2 separate regions of the Arachis hypogaea genome follow, and region 2 is linked to region 1. Evidence: chromatin contacts called from public Hi-C data. All regions are on one chromosome and are shown on one strand. The core of a region is the stretch at or near the end of the contact, and the rest is flanking DNA. Distances in the headings are between cores, read along the strand shown.

The links. Hi-C and Micro-C count contacts between places; a contact is called where the count stands out from the background.
Region 2: a Hi-C map of an unstated tissue shows a contact between it and region 1, with 3 times the contacts expected there. The contact joins the promoter of LOC112766219 here to the enhancer-like site in region 1. A contact is called at or near these places in 3 of 8 Hi-C or Micro-C datasets (leaf and an unstated tissue).

What each region holds. Positions count from the first base shown.
Region 1 is chr17:133,118,806-133,124,339 of arahy.Tifrunner.gnm2.J5K5, forward strand. No RefSeq gene overlaps it. Among protein-coding and RNA genes, the nearest start is that of LOC112767219, 17 kb to the left of the region's middle. Within about 2 kb of position 2,171, at least 2 of the 3 cell types and tissues checked have open chromatin away from gene starts, as enhancers often do.
Region 2 is chr17:133,172,061-133,177,594 of arahy.Tifrunner.gnm2.J5K5, forward strand. LOC112766219 (branched-chain-amino-acid aminotransferase 2, chloroplastic) reads left to right here and starts at 2,130. Exons shown (of 9, transcript XM_025812112.3): 1 at 2,130-2,533; 2 at 4,333-4,400; 3 at 4,502-4,676; 4 at 4,964-5,140. The coding sequence starts at 2,441.

The DNA.
Region 1 (5,534 bases), core at 921-3,420:
GTTGTTCCTATAGCAAACTTCCTATCAAGGGCCCAATCCGGGATCAACTTTGGTAATTACTGGGCCCAACTACTTCTCGATCATCCACGCCGTCATTTCAAGTTAATTTTGGCAGAGGATCTTAAAAGAGTGTTATTGCCAAGAGCAGTTCCTGGTTTTGTTTTTGGGGCTTTAAGCCCCTTTAATGCCAAAAACAAGAAACATTTTTTTCCTTGTGACTAGAACATTTTTGCTTTTCAACAGATAATTTTGTTTCTTACTATAGATAAATTACTTTCGCTGAAATTCGTTTTTTTTTTTTTTTTACCAAAGATAGGAGACTCGAACCTGCAACCTCTTAATTGAGTATGGGGAGATTATGCCATTTGAGCTATTACTCATTGGCTTCGCTGAAATTCGTTTGTTAGAGACTAAAAAGTTTAGTTAAATCAGCTCCCATCAATATTTGAACAAAAACATAAGTCTTTACTATTTTTAAAATTTTCAAATGAATCTCTTTTGTATAGATAAAAATTAAGTTGTCTAACAAAATAAAAAATTTAAAACTAATTTGATAATTAAAAATTTTTAGAAACCAAAATGTATGATTAAATTTTTTAATAAACTATTTTGAGACATTACTACTCTATTTTAATTTGAAATTAGGTTATGTCCAGCCCAGTTTTAATTTGAATGAAAAGTTGTTAAGAGAATAAAGTCCAAAATACAAAAGGAAAAAGAAAGTTGTTAGAGATTGATGTGTAAATCTGCGGACCATGGTGAAAACTAAAGATTATGAATCTCTCATTGAATTGTTTTGTAATACGAGAATTTTATTTTTTTTCGCGTAACATTTTTAGGTGCTCGAAAAATATTGGTGTTTCAGTCATTTTTTTTCCTCCAAAATAAGTAAGCTTTCGTTAATAAAAGAGAATTACAAGTATCAATATTCCATACACTGGGACAGAGAGGAGCTTGGGAGCTATAGAAGTTCAGACAACAGCCGCATCGAAGAGGCTACAACTTCTGCTAGTGATTGTGACTTTCTGAAAGACCCATGAGTTTCGTGTCTTTCATATATTCCACAGCAGAACCACTAACAATGGGGAGTAATTTGTTTGATTTGATATGTTTCAGTAATTTTAGTCATTGATATCTGTTCGTACCTGAGCCGAAGTTATGAGTTTATGAGTTTCGGAGATCTTAATGGGCACAGCGTTGTTTTCAAGTCGGAAAAACTATCTGTAAAGATATTTCGATGCTTTAGTTAGTAGTGCTCTTAGGTGTTAAAGTGGACAGATGCCTACCTGCTAAGTTTTTTTTTTCCTTCATACTATTTTTTTAGTTGGATTCGATGTTATTAGGCATTTACTGTCTTGAATATTCATTTTTTAATGCTATAATGTGGCAACTTAAAGAGGTTTTGACGTTTTTTTTTCTCGTAATATACCTATTAGCTCATAACATAGTATTCTCGTTAAATGTTAATAATGGTATTGATTCTTATTGAAAATAATATCATTTATGTATATATTTTATAATAAATATTAGTGACTAAAAGTATTGGAATATTAGTATTTTTAATACATATAATTACCGTTCTATAATATATAGGAGTGTGTAAAAAAATATCTAATTTACCAAATTTCACAATATGATTCATATTCGATTCGATTTTTTTTTAATAATATCTGATTTATTAGACTATCGGATAAGATTCCATCCTCAAGTATATTAGATAGAGGAATGCTAGGGGCTAGCAATTTTTGTGATTTGTAGCCATCAAATAGCCATCAATGATGGTTTTAATGGTGTGAGATTGGTGTGAAATTTTATCCAATGGCTCACTTTTTTTTGCTGATTACATGCTGGCTAAAATTTAACAAAATTGCTGACCCTCTAAACTTTTCTTATTAGATATATATTAGATATTAGATATTAGTATTACATTTATTTATGAATTTGATCTGATTGGATTAAATTAAATTTAAAGATAATATATATATAAAATAATTCAATCGTTTCACTATAAATGGAATCGAAATTTTGCTTAAATTCAATCTCGTGTACATCTATATATCACATTCCTAAATAGTGTTTCTTTATGGTTAGAGATGTAGACATGGTTTATTGGTTCTAGTTTATATATGTATAGTTGGATGGTTTCCGTAATCAACTAAAATGGAGTGGGAACAGTAGAGCAGCGATGTGGCATATACCATTCACAACCCAACAACTACGTAGTTTACAGGCCTGCGATGCCGTTGAATAGCACATTTAAATTTGGTCTCAGCCGTTCACGTGTGTCTGTGTCAGTTTCGTTTGGAAGTTGATGGTAGGTATGTGGATCGTCAAGTGAATAGGAGCAAAAAGTGATGCTAAATTATGTCCATTTTGTCAGACCATATGTCTGTGTATATATACAAGAAAGAAAAGAAAAAAGAAAATTATACCGGTTTTATTTTATGAGTTTAACGGAGGATTCGTTAATAGTAATTTGGTGGCACCAAACAATTTTAGACAAGTGGGTGCATTTAGAAGAAGCTGGAAGTGCATTAATTTGTTAGTTTTTGTAGTTGTTGTGAAAGAAAGGAAAAAGCTAACAACCGGAAATGTCACTATCAAGAGTGTTCCATATGTCTTTCTTCATTCATTGATGTGAGTGTAAGTGCATTTCCACCGTCACTTGCGTGCGTTTGGTTGGTCTTTTATGTACACAAAATACATGGACAGCATGGTATATGTTTATGGACTGTTTATTTAGACATAAATTTTCTATGAATATAATGATACACAAATATACATAAAATATATTTTTAGTATTTTCTTTTTGAATTGAGATATTGAAATATAATATATAAAATATAAAATTTTATATTTTTTTAGTATCTTTTTTATTATTTTTTTTTCTTTTTTTTTTCTTCTTTTTGTATTGTTGCATTTATTACTGTCATTAGTAATCATCTTTAGTCATATATATATATATGAAAATGGATTTTCTCCATTTTTTTTTATATTTGAGAGAATAAAATGTAATTTTTCACCTTTAATTCTATAAGTAGGACCAAAATTAAATAGGAGAGAAAAAATAATAAATGATAGGATTAAATACTGGACACCATCCAGTTCTTTTTCTCACTGAAAAAGATCCACTCCCTATATATATTCATTTTTACTATAATGTTGTTCGGATTTATTCGTGTCTCGTTACTTGAATTAGTTTCATTAAGAAAGACAAAAAAGACTAGACAAACTTAGAAAAAAGGTTGAGTTGTTCAGATTTGTGCATCTCACCTTTATTTTTTTTTCATTTATTTCAACCCGTTTCAATATTAAAAAAAAAAAACTAAATTACTGAGATGATGAATGAAGAAAAGTTAATAATAGTATTTTACAATAAAGTTAAAAATTGGTGGTGCCGATAGTAATAGTAGTAGAAAGTTCTCATGGCGGTGGCATTAATGTTGGTGTGATAATGATAAAAAATTAATAAAGATAAAATGGACATTTAAATTAGATTGTTGTGTTTTATACATTGTTGTCAAATAGATTCAAAAATTTGTGTCTATGTCTTTTAGTATATTTGGTTGTGTTTAGTTACGAGATCAGAAAAAGATATGACATTAAGAATAATATAGAAAAGACAGAAACACAAAAAGTCAAAAATTAGTGTTTTTGTATCTTGTTTGATGATAATCTAAGTATAAGAAAGAACAAATTATGAAAGTCTAATTTATTTTAATTTTTTTCGTACAAAAAATTTAAAAAAATATATAATAAAAAATAATTATAAAAAATTAATAAAAAAATAAGTCATGTCTTTCGTCAGTATTTCTGTGTAGAAAAATATAAAATATATTAATTCAATATTTCTAGACATAATATATGTATCCATGTCTCATCTGTCAAACATATTTTTGCGTCGGTGTCTATGTGTTTTAAAGACACTAACCAAACAGAACCTATCTTCCTTAGAACTCAATCGGGATCAGATTAGATTATCTCATTTGTCACTGTACTATAATAAAATTAATTCTTTTATAGTTAAATAAAAAATATAAAAATTGATCATTAAAAAATTGAAATTGAATATTTTAATTTTTTAAAAATATATTATTTTAAAAATTTTGAGATGGAATAATCTTATATGTAAATTTATTAAAAATTTACTTATTTAACATATATACTAACCAACTTGTTATAATTCAAGTGGCATAATTTTCTCATACTCATCTAGAGATCGCGAATTCGAGTCTCACTCCTAATTTAAAAAAAAAAACATACATACTAAAAATTTTATTAAAAGCGACGATAGAATAATTAATTTGTATGACTACTAATGCTAATAAATTTTAGAATTTTTTTAAATAAAAAAATTTTGAGAATCAAAATATTTAATTTAATCTTTTTAAATACTATCAATTTAAATATTTACTAAAAAATTCTTATTAGTCATAATCTATTTTTGGAATTAAATATGTGTTATCGATAAAAATTATTTATTTATAATGAATAAAAAAGCATATCATATACTTCTTTTAGATAAGACGTGTTTGGATCAGAATATTTTTCATACTTTTTGTTGGAAATGTTTCTGAGTTGAATTATTTTAGATGGAAAAATTATTTATTTTTCTCCATTTTCTTATAAATTTCACAAGAAATGGCAACGCAATAAAGGCCGCCACTGCAAAAAAGAGGTGAGAAACGAGGATGAAAAGATATTAGGCACCCTACTGCAAGGATTGGAGGGAAGCACAAAAATAGTTTGATTACAAAATTGTTAAAACATATAACATGATTCATTTCATATTCAAATTTAATTTATTTCCATCATTCGTCATATATTTTTCATAATATCACACTTCTATTCTTGTCAAATTAATCATTTTTATATCACGTGGTTCCTTCTTATATTATAACTAAGAGGAAGAGTTTCAAGTGTACCAGAACACCGGTATTCTAGTTATTTTAACTGTTGATCTATATTAATTAAAATTAACGGTTAAAACAACTAGAACACCGATATTTTTGGTACACTTAAAATTCTTTCCTAACTAATAATAAACATATCCTACTCCAACTTCTTTTTTCAATCTTCTTCTCTCTTATCATGACATTTCCTCATGTGAGACGATGTTATAGAAAGGAAACGTAATTATGATTATAATCATTTATAGAAAGAAAGTACATACTTATAGTTTGTTTCCCTACCATTCCCGCAAGGAGAAAGTACCCCAATGTAACGATTTTCAGAGCCATCATCTAACTATCAAATATGTAACTAACTCTCAAGCCATCATCCAGATATTTAATTTCTCCTAATATCTCATATATTCAAAATAATAGTCTCAATATTGATCACGTGTTTCCCTTTTGTAAGTATAAATCCAATGCTTAATTGGCCCTAATATTATTCACTCACAAAAATATATTTATAAAAAAAACAAAAATTTTTAATAACTTAATATATTTTTATTCATAAAAAAAATTAAAATACATAAATTTTAAGTCTTTACATAAATAAAATATGAAAATATACTCAATTGTTATAAG
Region 2 (5,534 bases), core at 880-3,379, 53 kb after region 1:
GGAAAAAAACTGGTGGGACCCACCAATTTTTTTTCTCTCCAATGTTAGAAAGAAAAGGGAGGAAAAACATATTTTTTTTCATCACTTTCAATATTACCCCTTCATTTTTTTCAAATATATTTTATATTACAAGAGTAAAATTGTCTTTTTATAATATTTCTTTCCTTCTTATTTTTCTTTCATCCAAACACATCTAAGAAAAATAAAAATCTACTCAATTTCTTTTCTTTCTATTTCTTTCCTTCTAACCAAACATAGCATAAATTACTGATCCTCACTTGCATACATAAAACCACATTTCATAATGAAACAATAAATTCGTTCATCCAATATTATAAATATTTTACAAAATTGCTTAGATAATTAAACCCCTAATTATTAGCTTTAATGTAGGCAATAAGGCAAGTCTCACGGGAATAAAATTATAAAATCTGAAATTAAACTAAAAGTATGATTCTGATTCTATTTAATTTAAATCAGATTTGATCTTAATAAATTAAATTATATTTGATTTAAATTTTAAACTTCTAAAGATATACTAATTAATTTAAATAAGATTTGATCTTAATATATTACATTAGATTTGATTTAAATTTTAAACTTTTAAAATGTGCTAATTAATTTAAGTTACATTTGATTTTTAATGGATTTAGATTAAATTTGATTTAAATTTTAAATTCTTAAAAATATACTAAACAAATTAAAATCAAATCAAATCTTTTAACAAAATAGAAAATAAATCAAACTTAAATCTAAAAGTTCGATAAGAATCAAATTTAAATTTAATTTTGATATGTTGCACAATATAGCTCTCTATTTGATTGCTTGCAGCTGCACCTTAAATAATTTTTAAATATGAATTAAATCCAACAAACTTAATTAAATGCAGTTTAAATAGTCACAAAAAAAAATGTAATTTAAATTTAGTGAACTCCTTATAGTTATTTGTACTCCAAGTAACTTAAAAAACACTATATTTCTTGTGCCCTAAATTAATGCAATCGCATTTAAGACAAACGGTTAGTCTTATTAATCTTTAGAATAATTCCAATGAAATATTTTTTGAGTATTATTTTTTATTTTTATAGTAATTATACTAAATTAAAATTAAAATTAAAATTTTTATTGAATATAATCTTTAAAATAATACTGATATCATGAGATATTGTATCATTTAAAAATAATTAATATAATATAATTATTTGTATATCTATTAAACTCATTAAATAAATATTATAATATTATTAATAAATTAAAATAAAACCAAATATTAAAGTAGTAATTTTTATCCTCAGTATCAAATTATTTTTTATAATATATAATTTTATAAATATAATATATAATTTTATAAATATTTATGTAATATCTTATAAGACTCAAAATAAAATATTACTAAAATAAAATATTGGAGATGCCGTTAAAATTGGTATAATTTTTTTCTAATAATATCATATGCTTGACTTTGACCAAACTGACCCTTTTTCTTTTTTGGAATTACAAAAAACGTCTTCTTAAACACGTGTTATATATATATATAAATAAAAGTAGACCAAAATTTGATGGATAGTGATGAGGAAGGATTGAAATCCATGATAAGTGCAAAAAAAAGAAGATAAGCCAGTTGTAATGGTTAATTGGTTATAGAAAAAAGGATTAAGTATTGCTTATTAGACTAGAGGCTCGATTATATTATATAGAAAAATAGAGAAGATGAAAATTTTGACGTGTGTTATTAGTTACAAGATAATGTCAAATATAAGTATTTAAAGAATTTACATAATAAGAATTTGAATTTGAAGTTGAAGTACAAATTAAATTTACACCAAAAAAGTTTTGAAAATATTTCAAGTGCACCGAGAGTACTGGTGTTTCAGTTGTTTTATAAAAATATATATATAATATATATTAATTAAAATCAACGGTTAAAATAACTGAAATATCGATATTTTCGATGCACTTGAAATTTTTTCAAAGGTTTTAAATCTATAACCAATAAAATTAAATTTAAAACTGTCCTCTAAAGCTTCTAATAATAACAAAAATGATCACGCCAATTCGCATTCACCAGGTAACTACGAACAAAGCGGATATGGACTGACGTGGATATATCATAGACATATTGGTCATGGGGGCATTTTGGATGTACTACTACTGCCAACTCCTTCCTATCCATTTTCCCATAATTTCTCCAATATATATATATATTAAATATTTAAATTAAATTACACACACTTTCCATATGCATTCTTCCAAAAAAGCGAACAAAAATCTACCACCAAAGTTTGGTCGCGTTGTATAAATACTGGAACGCATGGTTCCGTGTTTGAATTGCCATATGCAAAGGCATTGATCAGAGCTTATCTTTTTTTACTTCAGATCCTGGGCTTCCTCCTTCTGCTAATTACCCTTCCTACCCTATTAATCTGAACTACCTACCACCATGATTCGAAGAGCTCTATGCTTCCCCAGTTTCATCAGGAAATCGCTGCTTATTCCACCCGTTATTTCTCCTTATTCTAATTCTTCCTCCAAGGTTTTCTTTCTATCATTCTTAGCTTCTATTAGTTTCTTTATTCTTTTTTCCCGCTGTTTTTTCGTTTGTGATCTATTTGTCATTCAATTGTGATGCTGCTGCATGTGTAGTGTTAATGTTATATTGCCAACGAGTAATAGCTCAAATAACATAGTCTCCTCATACTCAATTAAGAGGTTGCGAATTCTAATCTCCTATCTTTAGTAAAAAAAAATATTAATATTATATTGTAGGATGAAAACTAATTTTATATAAAGTTAATAATAAAAAATTATTAATTAAAAATTTAATTAAATTAATTAATTTTACATAAAATTGACTACATTCAATTTTCACCTTTATTATAGTTCATTGATAACAATTCATCAATCTCTTTCTCTCTCTATTGTTTGCTTTTCCGTTATTCGACATGCAAGCTTATCTTTGCTTCTTCTTTCCTCGGTTCCTCACTCCGTTTCGTGACTCATCGTGATGGTGTCAGTTTCTACGATAATGTATTTTTTATGTAGGTAGAGACTCACATATAATTATTTTATATTTAAAATATTATTATTATTTTTTATGAAAGTTCTTTATATTGTGATCTATTTATCAGATAAGATAAGTTATTTAAATATATATTTTTTAAATATATTTTTGTTATATTATTAAAATAATTTTTAAAATATATAAATAATGCAACTAATAATTGTCACACTATTAGTCTATTATAGATGATATATCTTATTTCTATTTAAAAATTCTATTGTGCAATAATTGAATTTTTCTTCTTTTTTTTTTTTTAAATAGCCCTTATATAATGTCTTTGTCAAATAAATAGATAACGTTGAAAATTTGACTAAACGTATTTATGATAGAACCTAATTCAACTGACTAACTAATTACTTCCTAAACCATAATTTACAAGATTAAGATGTGTACTTTAATATGAAACTAAATACTAATAAAGATGTTGGACTATTTTCTTCTCATAATCTCATTATTTCTACAAAGTTGAAAAAGTGACATGTTTTCTATTACTGAAAAAATATAATGTGAAAATATTAATAAAAAATTATTGATGATTATTTAACTAAGAGAAAAATAATAGGTGAACAAATTATTTTTTAATCAAACTCAATAAAATCTTTTTATTTTTTTTTTTATATATCTCCTCTTTTTTCTTTAGATAATTTTTATTGTATCAATAATTTATTGGACTAACTTAGTTGAATTTAGTATAATATATATAACACTTATTCATATTTTAATTATTATTTTTCATAAAATATCTTTGTATGAATGGTATCTTATTAGTATCTAGTAAAGTGCAAAACTTTACTTTTGTGGCTAGTTATATTATACCTTAAATGTCAGTCTCCTATGTTTGCTAACTTTAGAAAAAAAAAAACTTCATTATTGTGGCCAGAAAGAGGAATTAAACTTTTAATGTATATAAATATATTTAAAAAAATTTCAAATGTATTAAATACAATGGTATTCTAATAATTTTAACCATTGATCTCAATTATAAAAAATATATATAATATATATTAATTAAAATCAGAGATTAAAATTATTAAAATACGGTGTTAGTACATTTGAAAACTTTTCAATACATTATGTCACGAGACTCACCACGTGTCATGTTGGGTCACTCTTTTCGTATTTTCTACACATCTCTACTCTGTATAAGAGTAAACCCCAAATAAGAACCTGTGGAACACAGCATGCAACGTATGTGCGTGTATTGAAGCATTTATCCTTCTTAACATAATCATTTTTCATATGTAACTACAAAATTACACTGTATGTATCAGATCGGAGCTTACAATGGGTATGCATCTCAGACGTCTTCTCTTGAAGTTCCGGACTCGGCACCTTACAGGTGAATGAATAGAATACATAGATATAATGGTTATAGTGCTACATAATATAAGGAAACAATAATGAAGTCGTGGTGGTGGGTGTGGATTTTGATTGATGAAGGGAAAATGATGAGTATGCTGATGTGGACTGGGATAACCTTGGATTTGGACTAATGCCAACTGATTACATGTATGTAAACAAATGTGGTGCGGGGCAGCATTTTGGACATGGACAACTCAATCCTTATGGCAACATTCACCTTAGCCCATCAGCTGCTGTCTTAAATTATGGCCAGGTATATTATAGAGGAATGCTATGGGCCAGTAAGTTTGGTGTTTTGTAATCATCAATTGACTATCAATAGTGTTTTTAATGGTGTGAGATTACATCTAATGGTGAGAGATCACTCACTTTTATTTTAATGGTTAAGTGCTGGCTACAAAACACAAAAATTGCTGGCCCCTAGACTTTCTCTTTATAATAATAATAATTTGATGCTTCTAGATTTGTTGTAGCGGTGGCATGGTTAGTGGGGTAAGGTAACAATAATTAAGTATGTGGGGGTAATTGTATTGTATGCAGGGGTTATTCGAAGGCACGAAAGCATACAGAAAAGAGAACGGGCAGCTGCTTCTGTTCCGTCCAGAACAAAATGCCATTCGGATGAAGAGTGGCGCACAAAGAATGTGCATGGAAGCCCCTTCCGTTGACCAATTTGTCAACGCTTTGAAACAAACTGCTTTGGCTAATAAGCGCTGGGTATGTATGTATCTATGTAGTTAGTTTTTAAACTCATCTATGTTAACAGCGTGCTGATTTAACACGTTAACCAGTGGTGAATGTTATTCTACCTTCTTTAAACTAATATGTAAGTTACCCTCTCTGATGTGTCATATTTTAATTGGGTATTTATTTTAACCTGAGTTACCTTCTCCATTTTTCATCGTTGGGCCTCCCAAACATCACGATCTCATTGGGATTTCGTTTTCTCTTTCCAAATCATTGTTCTAAAAAAGGTACTTCAACTCTCTCTAATTGCGTTTACTCCTTCTGATCGTCATTACGCCTCCCAAGTATCACCGTTTCATTGGATGTCTTATTTTCTCTTCCCAAATCATTCTTTTAAAAAAGGTACTCCAACTCTCTCTAATTG